Linked DNA regions of Mus musculus: region 1 is linked to region 2. Evidence: chromatin contacts called from public HiChIP or PLAC-seq data. All regions are on one chromosome and are shown on one strand. Each heading gives the region's core, a stretch centred on a gene start, on an enhancer-like site or on the middle of the called end of the contact. The rest is flanking DNA. Distances are from core to core; before and after follow the strand shown. Region 1 has its middle 9.0 kb from the start of Gm39782. Region 2 holds the start of Cstad (CSA-conditional, T cell activation-dependent protein).

The links. HiChIP or PLAC-seq counts read pairs in DNA pulled down with a chosen protein or histone mark.
Region 1: an H3K27ac HiChIP or PLAC-seq map of double positive thymocytes shows a contact between it and region 2, with 5 read pairs. The contact joins the enhancer-like site here to the promoter of Cstad in region 2. A contact is called at or near these places in 14 of 39 promoter capture datasets (the 3T3-L1 cell line, 3T3-L1-derived adipocytes, the C10 cell line and 9 more), 1 of 15 datasets of contacts at CTCF or cohesin (large pre-B cells), 14 of 484 Hi-C or Micro-C datasets (B cells, CD8 T cells, Th17 cells and 7 more), 31 of 115 datasets of contacts at active chromatin or transcription factors (the 230-238 cell line, CD8 T cells, T-cell acute lymphoblastic leukemia and 21 more) and 5 of 9 other capture datasets (adipose tissue, embryonic stem cells, liver and 2 more).

What each region holds. Positions count from the first base shown.
Region 1 is chr2:30,730,051-30,735,536 of GRCm38.p6, reverse strand. No RefSeq gene overlaps it. Among named protein-coding and RNA genes, the nearest start is that of Gm39782, 9.0 kb to the right of the region's middle. Within about 2 kb of position 1,431, at least 21 of the 459 cell types and tissues checked have an H3K27ac peak or open chromatin away from gene starts, as enhancers often do. A contact at or near this core is called in double positive thymocytes, where this site is marked.
Region 2 is chr2:30,591,091-30,596,806 of GRCm38.p6, reverse strand. Cstad (CSA-conditional, T cell activation-dependent protein) reads right to left here and starts at 1,763. Exons shown (of 2, transcript NM_030137.2): 1 at 1,733-1,763. The coding sequence starts at 1,737.

The sequences.
Region 1 (5,486 bases), core at 182-2,681, 140 kb before region 2:
ATCTCTGAATCTCTGGCTTCTGCTTCTTCTCCTATCTCTGACCCTGCCCTGAAGTTCTGTCCTCTACTTCCTGCTGGTCTATTGGCCGTCAGATCTTTAGTACAACCAATCAGAAAGGACTGGTAATTTGCAAAATAGAAAACCCAAAGATAGTTAGGCATGGTGGCTCACGCCTTTAATCCCAGCACTCAGGAGGCAGAGGCGGGTGGATTTCTGAGTTGGAGGCCAGCCTGGCCTACATAGTGAGTTCCAGGACAGCCAGGGCTATACAGAGGAACCCTGTCTTCCAAAAAAAAAAAAAAAAAAAAAAAAAAAAATAGAATGGCAATACCAGAACCCTGCCAGCGTTCAGTGCTCTGCCAGTACAGAGAGATGCCGGGCAGTGGTGGCGCACGCCTTTAATCCCAGCACTTGGGAGGCAGAGGCAGGTGGATTTCTGAGTTGGAGGCCAGCCTGGTCTACATAGTGAGTTCCAGGACAGCCCGGGCTACACAGAGAAACCCTGTCTCAAAAAACCAAAAACCAAAAATCAAAAAAAAAAAACAAAAAAAGTAGAGAAAAGAAAAAAAAAGAAAGAAAAAGAAAAGAAACTACAGACACACCTTTGCGCAATGTGAATAGGTTACCACAGTGCACAGTGACTGGCACACCCACAGACAGAATCAACAGAGCCGGACACCTCTGAGCCGGTGAGCCAGAATAAATCTTTCCTCCTTCAGTTTGTCAGGCACTTCATCTCAAGAGAAGGCTGACAAACTGCGTGCTACACTAAGCCAGGCAGGCTCAGGAAGGTGAAGGCCCGCTGGTGTCTGAGTTGAGGCTCAAACAGAATCCAAAAACATTGAACTCAAGTTAACTCAGTGGATAGACAAATTTGCCTTCACGCTGCTGTGATTCCAGCTCCAGGGGACCACGCTTTCTCCTCTGGCCTAATCAGGTGTTTGCAAGTGGGCGTGCGTGTGCATATGCTCGCACATCTACACATAAGTAAAAGTAATAAAACAGCCAGGGAGAGTTCCAGGACAGCCAGGGCTACAGAGAAACCCTGTCTCGAAAAACCAAAAAAAAAAAAAAAAAAAAAAAAAAAGTAATGAAACAATAAAGTACTGTGTTGTTGTTGTTTTGGTTTTATGAGACAGAGTTTTTCTGTGCAGCTCTAGCTGTCCTGAACCAGGCTGTAGACCAGGCAGGCTTCGAACTCAGAGATCCACCTGTCTCTATCTGCCTCTAATCTGCTGGGTTTAAAGGTATGAGCCACCACACCTGGCCTTACAATAAAGTTTTTTTTTTTTTTTGTTTGTTTGTTTTAAAGACAATGGAAAGCAGCAAAGGGCAATCCAGAAGGACTTTAATCTCCCAGTGCCCCTAGAACCGAATGCCACAGTTTGAGTGACAGCTGCGCCGGAAGCTGGGTCTGCACCCAGGGCGGGGGCAGGTGAGCTCCTTCAGAGGCTCTGGGCAGACTGCTTGCTCCATCTCCTAGCTTCTCAGGACAGCTGCAGCTGTTGGCCGTTGCTCCTCCTTTAGCCGCTGTCCTTCCTGTCTCCATCTCCTCCTATGAGGGCACAGGCTGTAGAGCATCTCCCTTGCTCCAGGACAGAATGACCTGTCACATTCCCAGCTAGTGGGGTAAGGGTTAGGGGCTCAGCTCATCTTCAGAGAGAATGTAAAGTAAGGTGTGGGGGAGGGGTGTGGACCTCCACATGTGCACTGTGGTACGCCGCATATACATGGACCTGTGTGTGTAGGCTCTGGGGACTCTCCTTCACACAGACTGTGGGTGATGGTGTGCACGTGCACACCACACACACACACACACACACACACACACACACGTGGGGAATAAATGTTTCCTTTAAAAGAGAGATCAGAATTTAAAGCAGGTCCGGTTGTCTGCAATGAAGCTTGTATAACAAAGGGAAACAAAGTATGACCCTGGGCTCCAGATGCCCCCAGACCAGCAATCCGACCGAGCCTCAGAGGAGAAAAGAAGGAAACCAGGAAGAAAAACGATGTTTTTTTTTTTTTTTAATTTATTTATTATATGTGAGTTGTAGCTGTCTTCAGACACTCCAGAAGAGGGAGTCAGATCTCATTACGGATGGCTGTGAGCCACCATGTGGTTGCTGGGATTTGAACTCAGGACCTTCAGAAGAGCAGTCGGGTGCCCTTACCCACTAAGCCATCTCACCAGCCCGAAAAACGATGTTTTAAGGAATTGGCAGAAAATATTGCAAGTTTGAAAAAAAATTATCATTGGGGGAGTTCAGTGAACCCCAAAGGATGAGTTAAAAAAGAATCATGTTAGGTTCTTGTGACCAGATGCCAAGAAGAAAAGAGATGGCATCTGGGTGTGTGGAGGGCAGAGTTAGGACTCAGAACACTCTTAGGACACAGGTTCTGGGGCCAAATTTCCAAAAAAAAATTTTTTTTTAAATCTTTGTGTGTGTTGGGAGGTGTTGAGACAGGGTCTCTATACATAGCCCTGACCTGTTAAAAACATGTTTTAGCCGGGTGTGGTGGTGCACGCCTTTAATCCCAGCACTCGGAAGGCAGAGGCAGGCGAATTTCAGAGTTGGAGGCCAGCCTGGTCTACAAAGTGAGTTCCAGGACAGCCAGGGCTACACAGAGAAAACCCTGTCTCGAAAAACCAAAAAACAAACAAACAAAAACCCAAAACAAAACATGTTTTAAGGGCTTGAGAGATGTCTCAGTGGTTAAGAGCACTGGCTGCTCTTTCAGGGGATCTGAGTTCAATTCCATTCCCAGCAATCACATGGTGGCTCACAACTGTGACTCCAGTTCCAGGGAATCTGACACTCTCTTCTAGCTGCTCTGGGTAATACTAGCATATACATGGTGCACAGACATACATGCAGGCAAAACTCCAGTAAGCACACATTTAAAATAAGAATAAAAAGTAAATTAACTTACATTTTGACATATTTATTTTATGTGTATGAATATTTTGCCAAATTATTGCCCGCTAGGCTACTGGAGACAAATTTAAAAGATAATCAAGGACTGGAGAGATGGTTCAGTGGTTAAGAGCACCGACTGCTCTTCCAGAGGTCCTGAGTTCAATTCCCAGCAAGCACATGGTGGCTCACAACCATCTGTAATGGGATCTGATGCCCTCTTCTGGTGTGTCTGAAGACAGCTACAGTGTACTCACATACATAAAAAGATAATTAAGGACAGATATGGTGATGCACACCTTTAATCCTGGGCAGAGTCAGTTGAATCTCTGGGAATTCAAGATCAGCCTAGTCTACCTAGTGAGTTCAGGTGTTTAGGCCAGCCTGAGCTATATAGTAAAACCGTGTGAGTGTGTGTGAGTGTGTGTCTGTCTGTCTGTCTGTCTGGTATAAAATCAAGGACAGCTAAATAGACGGCAGATTCCATATGATAGCAATGAGAGCCGGAAGACAATGGAAGAACATCTCCAGGCGCTGTAGGAAAGCACTGTCAGTTTGGTGGGTGTGATGATATCTTTCAGAATAGAGAAGTAAAATCCTGGAGGTGGCTCAGCAGATTAGGTCTGGTGACATGAGATTAATCCCTGGGGCCTGCATGGTGGAAGGAGAGAGTGAACTCCTGGCTCTACACAAGCACCAGGGTGCATGTGTACCACTCTGTGCCACTCTGTGCAATGGTGGTCGTAGTAATTCTTAGTTGGACTCATAAATACATAGTGTGTGGGAAGCTAGAGAGACGGCTCCGCTGTTAAGAGTACTGGCTGCTCTATCAAAGGACCCAGGTTCAATTCCCAGCACACACAGGGCAGCTTCCAGTTCTAGGAGATCTGACAGCCTTACATGTACATATGTGCAGGCCGAACACCAATGCACATAAAATAAAAATAAAAATAAATAATTATTGGGGGAAAACCAAACCACAGTGTATTATAGTACAATCAATTTAAGCTTATCTCTGACTAGCTTACAAATAAATGAGACTCAGACTATGGCGAATTTATTTGGTTTTGACAATTACTGAGGCGTAACCCCTAATCTACTCTCCTAACTGCTGGCCTAGCTACACCTCCAGTGGTGGGCCCCAGACACTTGCTGTTTCTCGTGGCCATGGTTCCTCTCCCCTCAGGGCGGCTTCCTCCTCCTCTTTTCCCCTCCTTGGGCCCCGTGAAGATCAGCACTACCTCCTCCCACCAGCTAGCTCCCAACCCACTCACCTCTAATCCCTCCAGTAATTGGCTGTAGCCAATTTTATTTAACCAATAGTTGGTTGGTTGTTTTTCTCTTCTCTTCTCTTCTCTTCTCTTCTCTTCTCTTCTCTTCTCTTCTCTTCTCTTCTCTTCTTTTCTTTTCGTTTTTCAAGACAGGGTTTCTCTGTATAGCCCTGGCTGTCCTGGAACTCACTCTGTAGGCCAGGCTGGCCTCGAACTCAGAAATCCACCTGCCTCTGCCTCTCAAGTACTGGGGTTAAAGGTGTGCGCCACTGCTGCCCAGCTTAACCAATAGTTTTAAACAAGGAAGAAGGATTACACAAGAGTTTGTGGCCACAGTTTCCAGCACGAGGCTGTGGAGTACTATTGTAAAGTTCCTACATGGTCATGAAGCCATTGAGACTTTCGGGTCAGCTAATGAAAGAGGGCTGGATATGGCGCAGCAATTAAGAGCATTAACTATTTTTACAGAGACCTGGGTTCAATTCCAGGACCCACATGGTGGCTCACAACCATCTGTAACTCCAATTACAGAGGATCCAATGTCCTCTTCTGACATCTGAGGGAGACAGGAGCAATGAGGTAATAGAGGACAAGGTGGCTTAGACCACCCCATAGCAATAAGAACACTACATTATACATAAATGGACAAGGTACTCCATTTAAAGGCAGAGATCATCAGAGTGGATTCAGAGGGAGCCATGTCAGAGCTTTAGGTCTGCAACTGGGAGAGTTAAACAACCTCCAAGACAAGTCCTGGGCGACACTGGGTGTTTTCTAAAGGAACACTCTAAACTCAACCTAACACCAGTGTTATTTTCCTTGATGATGCCTGTTGAAACACAATATCCAACCCAGAACTTAGCACTCAACCTACCACCTTTGTTAGAATCAATGGCTGCCTGTGCTGAGCAGCTGTGTGGGTATCAGACGTCTACTTTTCAGAAGTGGCAGAGCATGCCCAAGGTGCATACAGATGTATTCACAAGCCATAGTCCATGTCTGCTGCCGAGGTCTTAGGAGCTTAGCTGTAGTGGGAGTGGCTCCTCACGCTGCCCCTGTTTTGTTGCGAGCTTCTTCCTGGACTCTGTCCTCTTCGAGGCTCCAGGTTGCAAGTTACACATCTTGTCCTAGGGACACTCACGCCCTGTGGCCTGAAAGGCCAGTCCTTTCTCATCCCAGGAGGATAGTTCCCTGCACCAAGCCAGAGCACTTAGATTTTGATTGGCAGGTTGTGGGGTAGGGAGGCAGTATTCTACAGCGGCTAGGCAGAGAGAGCTTGCATCTGTCATCCCTGAGG
Region 2 (5,716 bases), core at 514-3,013:
CTCTCCGAAGCTGGGTTCTTCAGACGGACAAGTCTATGGCTGCCTCCTGGAAAGTGAGCTACCCTTCTTGACTCTTTGTTGGCCAGCAGGGCTGGGGCTGGGGCAGAGGACTGACAAGAAGTGGTGGTCAATAACCCAGGGGTGAGAATGGGCTCTGGGGCTGGTGACATCGGCTCAGGATGACCTTCCAAGCCAAAGCAGAGGCTGGCACTGGGTGCCACAGATGCCCCACAGGAAGCTGCCACCTGTCACCCTGTTGGGGTCTTCATTAGGATAAGAAAGAAACAGAACTGTGGGGTGGGAGGTAGTTACAGGACTGTCAGAGCTTATGACACTGGAAGTCACGGAGAAGCTGTTCAACCAAGACCCCCCTGGCTCACTGGGCTTGGAAGGTCTCAGGTTAGCTATTCCAGCACCTTCTCTATCTCTCAGACTCCCTTCCATCTTCATCCCACGGCCTGGGAGAGGAGGCCTGGGTGGCTCCGGTCTGAGCACTCTCAAGCCTTGCTCAGTTCCTTGCCTCAGTTTCCCCATCATAGATTGCCAATAACAACAACACTTGCTAGGGGTGTTGTAGGGACTGCAGAGATCTTTGTGGGGTGATCACAGTCAGGAGCCAGTTCCAGTGTGAGCTACTCCTTCCTCCCCCCGCCCCGCCCCCCAGGCACTTTGCATCTTCCCAGCCCAAGGGTGGCATCTCCTGGGTGTTGTATAAGAAGCCCCAGCCCCACAGGGCTGAGGATGGCTGGCTGCCTATCAGATGAGACATCTGCGTGTTTCAGGCCTATAGCTGCCCGAGATCCCTGCCTCTGTCTGGCTTCTTAAACCACAGAGCAAGGAATTTGATATTTCCTTGTAAGGGCTATGGGCTTTTGTGGTTCCTGTCCTCCTTGGGCATACAGTCTGATTGTGAGTCAGGAACCCAGAGGCTGCAGCAGGAGGGCTGGGGCAGGAGATACTTTCCAGAGAAGATGCTCAGAGGAGGGGCAGGGGAGACAGAGGGTAGCAGAAACTGCTGGAGGCACCCAGGAGCTCACTGTGGGTCAGGGCAGACCCTTACATGAGCTCACTCATGGGGAGACCTTGGGTTGGATAATCAAGGGGAACCACTGCTTGCAAAATCCCTGTCACCTGTGAAGACATAGAACAGGTTCTACCATCACCACCCCCATTTTACATATGAAGAAACTGAGGTTCAGGGAGGACAGCAGCACCCCTCTAGTCCTGCAGCTTTGGTCTATCTCTAGAGAAACCTAGGACCAGCCTGCGTGAGGCCTGTCCAGATCTGGAAGGAAGGGACTAGGGACCAGGGGTAGGAGTTGGGATGGAGGAGCTGAAGGGGTGGGCAGCAAAACCAAAGCCAAATCCTATTAGTACTAGGCAGAGAGATGGAGGAATGTGGGTGAGGACAGGGTCAGTCGAGGAGAGGCCTGGAACCCCTAGAGCACCGGATAGTTCCCCCTCCCTCCCAGGTGCGACCCCTCAACTTCCCGGAAGACACCACCCCCAGCTGGGCGGAGAGAAGGCCCACCGCCCCCGAGCCGCCCAATCAGAGGCACTCCCAGTCTGATGGCGGAGGCGCGGGCTGAGGGTTCCCCGGGCCTTCGGGGGAGCCCGGGGACCTGACCCCGACTCGGTGCCCCCGGCCCCCGCCCCCAGCCTCATTAGCACCGACGCCGGTTGTCTCCCCTAGCTTTCCGGTGGCTCCAGAATTTAAAGGTTAAATCCTAACCTCATCTCAGCAGTTTCTCCGGGCTTTGCCTACCCAGCGCCAGTTGCTGGTAATTATATGCATCTCCGAGCAGCCAATCAGCTGTCAGACTGACAGATACTGATCTTTTCGTTTTATTTTTAGCTCTGTGCTTCCCCCTCTAGTTGCAAAAAAAAATTCTGTTTGTTCTGAAAGCCGCTGCCTGCAGCCCTGCAGCCTGCTCTCATCTCTCCTCCAGCCAGGCGCGAGCAGGCAGCCACTGAGGATGAAGCCTCCATCCCTTCTCCAAAGCAAGGACAAAACGGCCTCTGTCCCCAGCTAAGGGCCGGCCAGGACGAAGCCCCGCTGCTGCACAGGGCCGAGGCGTCCTCGGATGCACAGCCACGGGAGAGAAGATGGCTTTGGCCTGGAGAGGTTGCGGCATGGAATGGAGACAAATCCTGTCGGTGGCGCCCGGAGGCCAGGAGAGGGGCAAAGACAAACAAATAGCGGGGCAGAGCTTCACTGAGAGTGGAGGGGCTTACACAAGCCAGTGACCCCAGAAAAGCAATCACCTCACAAAATGAACAGAAAGGGGCCTAGAAGCTGCCCCAGCTCAGTTTTGCATGGGTAGGCCATGCTAGGCACACTGGACCCTTCTAAGTCACCTGCCATGGGAAAGGCCAGCGATATGCACCCCTGGAGTCCTTTTATGGATCGTTCTAAAAGGCTGTATGGGTCTTCCAGGAGGCCCCTGGTCATACAGTAGATTTTGGAGAGGTCTGATAGACTCTACGGTTTATAGAATTTCCCCTTGTGCCTCAACACTCTGCCCCGAACTCATGCTTGGCCGTAGATAAAGAGAAGCCGGCCAGCCAGGACAGGGCCAGGATCCCATCATGACTTCTCTCTGGAGGTAGAATCCAGTTTAGGACACTGGCCACAGAGGCCTGGATTTAAGCCCAGGTCATGTTTCTCAGCTCTGGGTCCCTAAACAACCACAAGCTCTCAAAGCCACAATGTTCCCATCCATGAAGTGGGTCTCAGGCATGCCTGCACCTCTGGGAGTGACTTGAGGGTAGTAAATGGTCACTCCTGGCTCCAGCACCCCGGGCCTAGCGCCCTAAGAGTATCACCAGGTCCTCTGTTTGGTAGATGGGGAAACTGAGGTTCATCTGACTCTTATTTGGCAGATCTGGGACTAGAACCCTCCCCTCCCTTTTTGGCTTCCTATTCTCTGACACCACAGATGGTGTGCTGAGAAGGCTGAGGAAAAGCGAGGAGAAGGGAATTAGGAGACCCAGCGAGATGGCGGGAGGCAGGAACACCCGGATCAATTACTTGCGCTATAAATTCTGCTGTTTTGCAAAGTGAGCACACAACCAGAGAAGCAGGGATCCCGATAGGACCTGGATTGAGCCGAGCATGCAGCACCCCAGCTGCCGATGAAAAGGATGAGCTGCAGGCTGGGGTGCTGCAGAGGTCAAGGGCCCACAAGTGGGGAGCTGAGGAGAGAATGCAGTTGAGCTCTTGGGAGAGTCAGCCTTTCTGCCGTCCCTAGCGGCTCTCTTCTCTATGCTGCTGGGTGGGAAGCCTGCCCTTTACTCCTGGCCCTGGACTTGGTTCAGAAGAGAGTCTCAACATGCCCATCCATAAAATGGGGTCATGAGGGCATCTCTTCCTGGGGCCAGTGGGAGGGGTCAGTGAAGTGTAAGGTGTGGGTGGCTTTGCGGGGGGGCCTGCACACACAGCAAATAGACTTGCTGCCGTTATGGTTGCTACTAGGAAGATAACCATGGGCTGGGTTGGGGGGCTGGTTTCAGGCAGATGGAAGTGCACTTAGCTATTGAAAGTGGGGAGGGGCTGGGGTGCAGCTTGGTGGATAGAGTGCTTGTCCTGGGGTCGATCCACAGCACCAAACAGACCAGGCATGGTGGTGCACACCTATAAGTCAAACACCTGGGAGGGAGGAGACAAGAGGATCGGGGGTCCCCCCCTGACAACTCAGAAAATTCAAAGCCAGCCTGGACTACATAAGAACCTGCCTTAGAAACAGAGTGGTCGTCCCTGTGACGGGCAGCACTAGAGAGTTCCCACAGCCATGGGGAGGGGTTCCCACCTTGCTGCATGTATCGAGCAGAGACCTGCCTCCATCCTCAGCATAATGCCCCACGGCTGCTGCTTTCCATCTCTGCAACCCTGAACCTCAACCCTTTAGGCCCCAGTGTTCCCATCCGGAAAGTGGCTCTCAACATCACCTCCCTGTGCCTGTGAGGTTGTGTGCTCACATGGCAAAACAACAGAAATCAACAGTCTCAGTAATTGACCATGGTGTCTGCAAGGCATGATCTCTTCCCAGCTGGAAAACAGGGCGAGGAGCTAGGCAGACCCCCTCCCTCCATGGCCTCCATGGGTGCAGAGCAAGGCAGACCCCCATGGCCCTGGAGCCTCCTGCAGCTCCAGAAAGGGGACGGCAGCACCGGCCTCTCCTACTAGAATGCAGGTGTCCGAGGAAAATGGGATCCTGAGAGCAGCCCTGCTGGAGCCTTCCACACTATAGGATTTCCAAGGCTGGCCACTCTGAGACAGTCCCTAGACACCTCCTTCTGCAGGGCAGGGGAGTACTCAGGAGAGAACCAGCCCCAGGCTTGGAGCTATTTGTCAGGAAGGAAATAGTAGGCATATCTCTGTCGTGTCCCCCCCCTCCCCCCCGCCCTCCAGGGATGCCAGTCTTTTGGTCCCAGACAACAACCAAATATATCAAACAAGATGACCAAATACAGCTAGGAACTACCAGAGCAAAGCATTGTGACAAGCTGGAGTGGAGGACTGAGGGCAAGTCCCTGGTCAGAAATCAGAGCCCTGGGGAACAGGCTTTCCTTTTGTGTAGACCAGGACCAGAGGTGGGCCATCTCAGGATGACGGTAGAGCAGCCTGCTAGCTTTCAGGGAGCCTACACTAAATTTCTTCTACAAAACAAAACAAAACAAAACAAACAAAAATAACACAACCGTCCTTGGGTAGAGACAATGGAGATGCTTTGTTAGCGGCAATGGCTATAACAAATAACCCTGTAATGATTGGTGTTAATTGGCAACATGACAAGATAAAGAATCCTGTGGGGGAAGTGGCTTCAGGGGGATATCGTGATCCTGTTGACTGAGATGGGAGGACTCACTTCTTTGTGGATAGAACCCCCTCTCTCTGGGTTCCTGGACTGTATGCAATGGGGAAAGGGGATTTGTACACTAGCTTATGGAAAAGATGGGACCAGCGGCTTCTGACACTCTAATGGACTGTACCTTGAACTGTGAGCTGAAACACCTTTCTCTGTTAGGTTGCCTTTTAAAAGAACGTAGTTTTAGGTTACTTTTTATTCTTTGTCAATTTTATATTTGTGTATCATGAATTTTAATCCTTTTCATCCCCACTACCCTCCCTCCCTCCACTGTTCTCCCATGAAAACTTTCTTCCAACATTTAAGTGCAGGCATGCGTTGTATATTCATGCATGGGTGTGTGTGTGTGTGTGTGTGTGTGTGTGTGTGATAGATGTTCTATTTAGTGTCAACCATTCCCTGCACTTTGACCAGTCATGACTTTCAATAACTATTGTCTGCTGAGAGAAGCTTCGCTGATGAAGGCAGTTTAATACTGTATCCATTTTGGTAAACAGTGTAGTGGCTTCTCACTGAGTCCCATAAACTCCCAGCTACAGATTCGTGGACAGGCTTCTAATACCAGGCTTAAATTCCCTTTGCCAGTGTACTTTATCACAGCAATAGGAAAATAACCTAAGACAAACTCCAAACAAAAGCACATCTGTAGCTCTGGTTACAGTAGCTATGGACTGGCAGGGAAAAGACCTAACTCCTGGTGGCTCTGCCGTTCTTAGGGACTGACAGTAGCTGTAATATCTACAATGCTGCATAGGAGGAAAAAAAAAACTGTGGAGAGCATGGAAGGATGTTTATTTCCTGGATAAAATGGGACGGATGAGACACTTCCCTCCCTGACCCACTCCATT